Linked DNA regions of Zea mays: regions 1 and 3 are each linked to region 2. Evidence: chromatin contacts called from public Hi-C data. All regions are on one chromosome and are shown on one strand. The core of a region is the stretch at or near the end of the contact, and the rest is flanking DNA. Distances in the headings are between cores, read along the strand shown.

Region 1 (3,056 bases), core at 17-2,516, 290 kb after region 2:
TGTTTTAGTCGCAAGAGATCGCTTAATAACAACTTGATTAACTTGCACTAACTTTTATATAATCAAGTTTGTGGCTATTTAGTGTTTGATTTTACAGGATCACCTATTCACCCCCTCTAGGTACTCTCAGCTACGACCCAAGCACCGCAGGGCGCTCGTGCCGGGTTGGTTCAGGCACTATTAAATGGGTCGTGCCTAGGGCCGGCTCACCATACACGACCCAATTGGCCATCTATACCTCCGCACGATAACGATGGTCCTCGCCTCAGTTGCCACCACCTCGTTCGCCATTCTACTTTTTTTCTATCTCCCCTCATGCCTCCACCTTCGCGTCGCCCTATTCTCGATAGAGTGAGTAGGAGCAGGCGCCTCCTCCCCGTATTCGTTCGACACCGACTCGCGCAGTGGCTATTGCACGTCCACGACAACGTTTCACATCATGCACGCACCATCGTTTTCGCCGTCGTCGGACGTCCCATTCGTCTTCCCAGTCTTCGCCCTGTTCTTCCTCCCCAACTTGCTACCCCCGCCCACGGTCGCAGCCGCGAGCCGACCGATGCTCGTCGAAGCGAGTACAGGGCGAGTCGGTCATGCTCCTGGCCTTTCTCTGTGTGTGCCGTCGAGGAGGACATGGTGGCGCCTGCCACGCTTAGGTTATCTTGGCGATGATGAGTAAAGGTCTGAGATATTGGACAACCAAGGCCCGTAGCGTGGCAGCAGTCGACATATGCTACGGAGTTGGTGGTGGTGTTGTGTCGCTTCGGGGGTCCAGGGCTGGGAAGACACTCGCATTCTCTCGTCCTTCTCGGACTGACGTCTGGTGCGGGTGCCTCTCGGTTTGGAGCTGCTCCGGCTGGGCTTCTTTCTCCGCTTGCGTGCTTTCTCCCTATATATCTAGCGGTATACTACCTATGTCGCCTCCAGATGCTCAGGTCTTCGTCGTGTCCTTCTCCAGCAACGGACATGTATGCTCGTCTCTTCCTTTCCCCTCCTACTCTACGAAACCTTGGAAGTGGGGAAGGCGAGAGATGAGAGTCTCTGATTTGCTGCCTATGGTACCCGTGCGTTCATAAAAAATATTATATGAAGAGGGGAGACAATCAATAAAAAATCTTGAGATCTTTTTGGTGGATAATTTATATGTGTATTGTTGTGAGCCGTCGCAATATACTGGTAACCTATTAGTGTTGTAGTAGAGATAGAGATTTTTGGACGTCCATCCACTCAATCTCATCCCTCAAAATCCCCCACCAAATCTGAACCTCCAATTTTATTTTGGCCATGTCGTCGTCTTCGCCTTCCCTCCTCTCATCGCGGCTACTCTCCCCAGCCATCCTCTTCACAAAGAAGCCGGCTTCCCTGCGCTCCATTTCCTCTGCGACAGCGAGACACGGGGTTCGGGTGGTGGTAGCCGCGGCGTCAGCGGCCGCAGCGTCACCAGTGTCCGCGGCGCGGGTGCGACCGTCGGCGGCGGAGGTAGCGCGGACTGTCGTGGAGCTTGCCGCGTCCGGGACTCTCTCCATGGTGGGCCCAGACGGCTGGCCTCTCGGCGTCGGCGCGCACTTCGTCGCGGATTCTGCCGGTGCACCCGCGCTCTGCCTGTCTGCCGCTCGGGTCGCCGCGCCCGATGCGCCGGCCAGCTTCCACGTCGAGGTGAGGGGACGCTGACCGGCTCCTCATAAAGGTTGCGTTTTTAGGGGGATACAATCCTGTGCTAAGGCAGTGTCAAGCCCGGGAAAGATTCAGTTTTCCTTTTCATCTTCTGATCTGGCGTTCCGTATTGTGCTGACGATGTGAATTGCTCACGGATTCTAGAATTGGATGAAATAGCTTGCATTTCGGTATGCTAAAGGTTGCGTTTTTAGGGGGATACAATCCTGTGCTAAGGCAGTGTCAAGCCCGGGAAAGATTCAGTTTTCCTTTTCATCTTCTGATCTGGCGTTCCGTATTGTGCTGACGATGTGAATTGCTCACGGATTCTAGAATTGGATGAAATAGCTTGCATTTCGGTATGCAATCCACATCGATAGAAGCTTGCCTAACTATGTGATGTGGGATTGGGAATTCGATTTAAGTTCTTGACTGTTTTTGTAATTTTTTATGTTCTGGGAAATTACATAGTAAGGGTGTTAGGAAAAGCATGGAATTATTATTTACGAGTATAATACATTTCCGGTCCTTAAACTTGCCTACCTGTCGATCCACAAACTTTTAAAGTTTGTATCCTTAATCGTTGTTTGGGTCTAAGTTAGATCCAAATGGACCGTGGTTTCACCGTAGAGCCTAAGACTGACATATGTACCATATGTCAGTGTGACAAAGCGCCCCCTTCGCCTTCCTCCTGCCCGTGACTTCGAAGACACGCAGCCACCGCCGCACCGCGGTCGTGCACAAGCGGGCGTGCTGGCTGAGCTATAGGTGTACATTCGGGCCGCCTGGCCCGGCCCGGCTCAAGCCCGTATTGTTTGAATTTCGAGCCGGCCCGGCCTGACCCGTTTGAATTTCGGGTTGTGCCGGGCTGGCTTACAGGCCTAGCACACGACCCGTCACGTAATTGCTTAAACGTGTCGGGCTCATTTCGGGCGGCCCGAAATTATAAAAGCCCGAAATTCATTTTTTTGCCCGAAGTCCACATTAGGGCCTGAAATTCACATCAGGGCCCGGAATTCACATCAGAACCCTAAATTCAAAACAAATTTAATAAAACAAATAAAAGATAAGACAAATAAATTTTACCAAAAGAAAACTTAATATTTGTATTAAGTTACCAAAGCTATGCAATGACTACCTCGTTTACAAATCATTTTGTTAGAAGAAAAAAGAGTATAATCAGCTCTATACAAAGTTCGTAAGTTCGGTTCATTATCTTATGTTCATAACAAAAGTAAAATTACATCACATACTCTAATTCAAAGCTACAAAAAACATCTAACTAGCATTATCTTTAGCTTTGTGTTTTTATCAAGTACATGAAAGTGTGGAATGAAGTGTGATTTTAATAAATATATGGGTCTTTTCGTGCCTCTATATGAGCCATTTCGTGCCTCTATATGAGT
Region 2 (2,781 bases), core at 274-2,773:
ACGGATGACTTCTTGGCAATGTTATTAAAAGTCACTTAAGCACCTTTTAAGCACTAAAGCGCTACTGAGGACATAAAGCGTTGTGAAAGGGCCTCTAGCGTAATGGTAAAGGCTTCCGAGTAGCACCTCCAGGTCTCGAGTTCAATCCCCCTCGGGGGCGAATTTCGGGCTTGGTTAAAAAAAACTCGTTGTGCCCCGCCCGCTCTCGGGGATCAATATCCTGCGTGCCACCCTCCAGCTGGGCCATTGCAGAGTGGGCAATTGATCGGCCCGTTAGTGACGGGGGCCAGGGTTCAGGGGTTTTCTCGACCGGGACCATGTTTCGGTCTCTTCTTAATATAATGTCGAGAGGGAGGTCTTTCCCTCCCCAACCAAGTTTTTAGTACGTAAAGCACTGCAACGTTTCATGAAAAACATAAAACGCTCGTTTGAAGCGCTAAAGCGCCCCTTTTAAGCGTTTAAGCGCTTTGGGTCATAAAAAGGCCATGTTTTAGCGCTTTTCCAGCCCAGCCTAGCCCAATTTTGTAAATTCACTTAACCTAAAACATGCATCCTCCATCTCACGCCTCATGCCCGTAGCCTCCATGCGTTGCTCCAGCCAGCCGCCACAGTGCCTTCGTCGCCTCCCTAGGCTTTGTCGCCGGTAAGCCACCTTGCCTGAGCTCACCGCTTCCCCATCCTACTATCTTGCTCCCTCGCGGCGGCGTGACCCTTCGTTCTTGGCACCTCCTCCCCTGCTCGCGCTCGGTGCCACCACCTCCTTGCCATCCTCCCTGCGTAGTGGGCTCGCGGCCCCGAGTCCCCTGCTGCCCCGCAGCGGCGGCACTACCTCCCTGCTCGCGGTCGGCTCGCAGGACCCCTGCTTGTGCTCGGCGCCGCCAGTCTGCCCTACTCACACCGCCTGCTTCCCTGCTCTGCCAGCTCTGTCTGCCCTACTCGACACCGCCAGCTCCAATTGTATCCTACCCCCACCCCCCAGACACACAAAAAAATGGGGCACGTAATAAATCACAGAGGTAAACAAACAATTTGAACAAGACAAAATCGATTGTCTGCCGTAACGTGCACACTAGAACGACGCATCCATCGCAGCAGAGCAAGAGATACTGCCCCCGGCCCCTAACCTCCCGAATCCCTTTTCTGGAAACAAAAAAAGGGGGAGTGGGAGAGAGAACCGCATCACCCGGAGCCCCAACAGCTCCCGTGACAACGACGCCGTGAATGGGAGCGGAGGGAAGCACCCGGTGGCGACGACGGAACCCGTATCCCCAACCAGCGGCCCAACAGCCCGGTCACCCCCGCGCCTCCCCCAACCTCGGAGCCTCCACCCAGCGCGGCGGCCGTACCCGAATCCAACGAACCCTCGACGAATCGAGACGGGGCGGAGGAGGAAGAAAGGGAGGTGTGTGTGTGCGCAGGGGGGGGGGGGGAGAGAAGAAGAAAATCTCACCTTGCGTGCTCCGGCCTCGGCCACTGCAGCTGCCGCTCCGGTGTTACTGTTCTGACTGGCTCTGCGGTGCGGGGAGGGGGACGTGGGGGCGGTTTCAGGGCTTTGCTGCGTCCTGCGATGCCGCTGCGTGCGCCCGCATCGTCCTCGCAAACTGGGCCGGGCCGCGTGGCGTGCTGGCGCGAAGCAACGGGATCGGGGTTATCCTGCGGCACCTGGCTGGACCCGGCGCGTGGGGGCTCTATGCCACGTTTGTTTCGGCTTTTCGCACCTTCTAGCCACCAAAAGCTGATGCGGACTGCCAAATACTCAGCTTTTCAGACAGCTTCTATAAAATTCATTTGGGTAAAAACCATTCAAAATCAACATAAACATATAATCGGTTGAGTCGTCGCAATAGTAGTAATCTATCACTTTATAGATCCTGAGCCACATGGATAACTTTATCTTCATCCGCATGTAATTCTAATGATACTCAGATTCTCTATACAGCCAAATTCTCTCCACAGCTAAATTCTCAGAAAAGCTGGTCAGAAAAAAACTGAACCAAACAGGCCCTATATCTCGTGTGATCGCCCGGAGATATAGATTCCAGACCGAGATATAGATTCCAGACCGAGCTTGCCGGGCGGCCGAAACCCAACGCGGATTTGGTTCGGCACGAACCCGGCACGGCACGGAGTGAACCGGGTCCGTGTCGGCACAGGCCGATTTTATTTTTTTTTCTTTTTTTCATATAAATACATATATTATACTTGAATATAGAGTATAAAACACAAGAAACATGTGTCTTTGTTGGTTATGTGGGTGTAAATAAATGTTTAGAGCTAATAAATATGGTTTAAACCTTAAAAATGCATACTTTTAAGATATTTTTATCATTTAAACGTTACATATTGTTATGGGCTTGTTAGACCCGTCGGGTCATGGGCCGACCCGGCACGATTATTAACCTAGCGAGCCGTGCTTGGGCCTCGCTGGACCGTTTGTACACCGGGTGCGGGAAGCGGGTTGGAAGGCCATCTCCGCTGGTGCAGATAGAGTACACACTTTATAAATAAATCTTGAAATAAAATCTCTACTATGTAATAATAGTCTATCATTCCGTGTTCTGCCACCATTCCCTGTTTTGCAAATCTCATGCATTGTTTTGCCTTTCCGATTCCCTCCTCTCCGCGCACAGTCCATTCCCATGTTTTGCCACCATTCTATATCTATCATTCTCATTCGTCCTCCCCGCAAAGCCCATTCCCATTCTCATCCCCCCGTACAGCCGACGTCTAGCTAAAATTAAAAAAATCGACGTCTAGCTAAAATTAAAAAAATACACATGG
Region 3 (3,081 bases), core at 334-2,833, 450 kb after region 2:
ACTTGTAATCATTGCAGCAGACTACCCAAAAAGGTTGCCGGGATAACGAAAAGGTCAGTAAGTGTGCTGTTTGGTAACAACTTCTGTTCTCGTAGCAACTTTTGGGCAAATATTGCATCAAGCAGAAACTAAAACAAAGTCAAGTAATCATATAGGCCCCACCAAGAAGCCATGCCGATGAAGCAAAGCCTATTGGGGGCTTGGGGCTATCCACCAGCACGCCATGGGGCACAGGAGTGGTGACCTGTCCAACATCATCAACCATGCACTTCCGAACCGCAGAGCTGGGAAGGAGCAGTGCAGACAGAGATGGAATGGCTATGGGGCAGCACAAGAAATGGATGGGATGTAGGAGTTGGCTACAGTGCAAAAATGCATCCCCTCAGTGCGCTTACAGAATATGAACCTCTGCTTCAATCTGGAGAAGCATTTCCCCTAGAAATCCAAAATGAGCTTGATGTTTGGAAAGTGAAGTAGCCTAAAAAACTGCACACGAGTTGTGTCAAACAGGGCCATAGTGTTACATGCAGTGTCATAGCTTGGAGCCAAAGATGGTAGGGGGGTTGCGTGCAGCAGTGATTTTAAAATGAATTAATCACTTCCAATAGGGTATTTTACGAGCATAAATTAGTGGTGTAGCTCAATATACTGCTACGTTTTCTATGGAGTTGCTCAAATGACAGGGGACATGGCCACTGCTATCTCTAAGGAAGCCCATCCATGGTTACACGGTAATGACACTAGAAAATTGCTAAAGTTCACTGAATTAAGGTAACTACTCATGCACTTCGCTTTTGGTACAAGCATTCAGAATGAGGTGTCATCTCAATTATCTTTCACAGAAGAATCGTCGCTAGATAGCTCACTCTTGCTGAGTTTCCCTTGCCCTTTTCACATAATTGTCTCTACGTTTTGGGACGAAATTGCACTTCTGATCGCTCAACAGCCCATTATCACTCATCAATAGGAATGCAAAAGAGGGCGGCGAGATCCAAGTAACTCACCAAGATCCCATACTTGGAACTTGATGTTGTTGTACTGCACCGTCTCAACGTTGAATCCAATTGCTGCAACACACGCGGGGCACCACATCAAATCCAACAACTTCAACCAGCAACAGGAATGACGACTCGGTAAATCAGAACTCACTCGGGATCGTGGAGACGACCTCTCCCATTTGCAGTCTATCTGTGAAACGAACCGAAACAACCCGGAAGGATCAGAATCGGGAACCCCCGCGGAACAGAACCGCGGATCTGCGGGTGACCTGTGGAGATTCGAGGAGGGAGAGGGGACGGAACGGGCGGGTGCGACTTACAGAGTATGGTGGTCTTGCCAGCATTGTCCAGGCCGAGGACGAGGATGCGAGCCTCGCGGTTACCGAAGACCGACGAGAAGAGCCGCGTAAACACGATGCCCATGGCGACGCTCGCGGCCTGGCACCCGCGGCGGCGCTAGGGTTTCGGAGCGCTGGGCACGGGGCCGAGAGAGATCTGTGATTTTGAGGGAAGAATGGAGGTAGATCTGGGGAAGGGAAGTAGAGAAGTGAGCTGGCGCGCGCGAGTACCGAAAGACGAGAACGACGGCTCCGCGACCGGGGCGGGGGCTGGGGAGAAAACCGGAAGGGCGATGGTACTTTGTTTTTGTTTTTTGGTTTTTTACTCTTTTGTTTATCGTTTTTCCTGTATACAAGGTGTTTAGTTTTTATGATAATTTTATACGACACTCTTGTATAGTCAGTTAATATAGATAATTATTATTATGATAATTTATAATTATTTTTTGTGTTCTAACAACAAGTTATTGATTATGTTTGTGACATGTTGGGGCCTTCGATTTCCGAAGGTCCTCAAAAACATGATTTAACAATGTTTCTGTAGTATATTACATGAACAGGTACCTTCGGACTTGGATCCTTTGAACTTGGATCAAAACCATAGTGTGAAGAAGTACAAGGAATATGAAGGATGGCGCAGAGCCGAAGCTATACGCAGGAGAGCTTCGACATGATAGAAGAAAAGGAAACCGGCTTAAAGATGAAAAGGCTATTTAGACCTCGATAGATTGCTATAGAGTTATTAGCAAATGTAATGGACATGGGTGTAATTTTACATGGGCTGCGTCTCGTGCCTATAAATAGATGAACAGTGCTCTCGTACTGTTCACGCTGACTTGACATTTGCTTTTGCGTCACGCTTGTACTTTTACCTTCTTTAAAGTCGAAGGTACATTTATAATTTGATATCATTTCTATTTTACATAGTAATAAAATAGAAATGAGCTGATAATAATACATAAGCGTTTGTGTTATCTTTATATTTCATTTGATTCCTTCTTCATTATTATATGTCATGTTTATGAAGGTATGTCTTTCATAACATTCGTCCTAAAATCATTATATCCCAAGGGAAATAATGCTTCGAAGGACGAAGGACTTTAATGTTTAACATTTTCTGTGTTGCCTTGTTCTTAACTCATAGCATTTAAGAACAAGTCCCCAACATTGGCGCCCACCTCCGGTGAATCCTTTTCAACCACATTCGGCAAGCATTGACATTCGTCATGCCACCGAAGAAAGCTTCAGCGACAGGGGCTGCTGCTCTGCAACCACTGGACCCAAACCAGGAGACCCTTTCTCTTCGAGAGGCCCGAAGCCAGAAGAGGAAGGCCACCAGTCCAACGCCCCAGGAGGATGAGTTAGACCAAGAGATCAGGAATATGGAGATGCTTCATCAGCAAGTGCAAAAGAAGAAGGAAAAAATGGCTCGGCTAGCTGACCTACAAAGGCAGATTAACGAAACTACTGAAGAAGTACGTCATCTTGCTCAAGATGAGCAAAACCGAAGGCCCCAGCATAGAGAGCTGCACCAAGAGGGCTTCTACAACGAGAATGAATGGTATGAAGATTTCCATCATGGAAATTTTGCTTTTGATGATGCTTCTCCTCTGTCAGCAGAACTGCAGGCTACACCTTGGCCCCCGTCTTACAAGCCACCACAGCTCCCCATGTATGACAGACACTCAGATCCGAAGCAGTTTCTGATGAGCTACGAAGCAACCATATCTTCATATGGTGGCAAT

Evidence for each region. Hi-C and Micro-C count contacts between places; a contact is called where the count stands out from the background.
Region 1: a contact with region 2 is called in a Hi-C map of tassel, with 4 times the contacts expected there. The contact joins the promoter of LOC100278396 here to the promoter of LOC100276330 in region 2. A contact is called at or near these places in 3 of 25 Hi-C or Micro-C datasets (ear, leaf and tassel).
Region 3: a Hi-C map of endosperm shows a contact between it and region 2, with 3 times the contacts expected there. The contact joins the promoter of LOC100191298 here to the promoter of LOC100276330 in region 2. A contact is called at or near these places in 2 of 25 Hi-C or Micro-C datasets (ear and endosperm).

The regions. Positions count from the first base shown.
Region 1 is chr4:27,639,516-27,642,571 of Zm-B73-REFERENCE-NAM-5.0, forward strand. It overlaps LOC100278396, which reads left to right and starts at 1,267. Exons shown (of 5, transcript NM_001151689.1): 1 at 1,267-1,653. The coding sequence starts at 1,282.
Region 2 is chr4:27,344,451-27,347,231 of Zm-B73-REFERENCE-NAM-5.0, forward strand. It overlaps LOC100276330, which reads right to left and starts at 1,524. Exons shown (of 9, transcript NM_001150144.2): 1 at 1,451-1,524.
Region 3 is chr4:27,796,761-27,799,841 of Zm-B73-REFERENCE-NAM-5.0, forward strand. LOC100191298 reads right to left here and starts at 1,584. Exons shown (of 8, transcript NM_001136732.2): 1 at 1,319-1,584; 2 at 1,150-1,188; 3 at 1,005-1,067. The coding sequence starts at 1,421.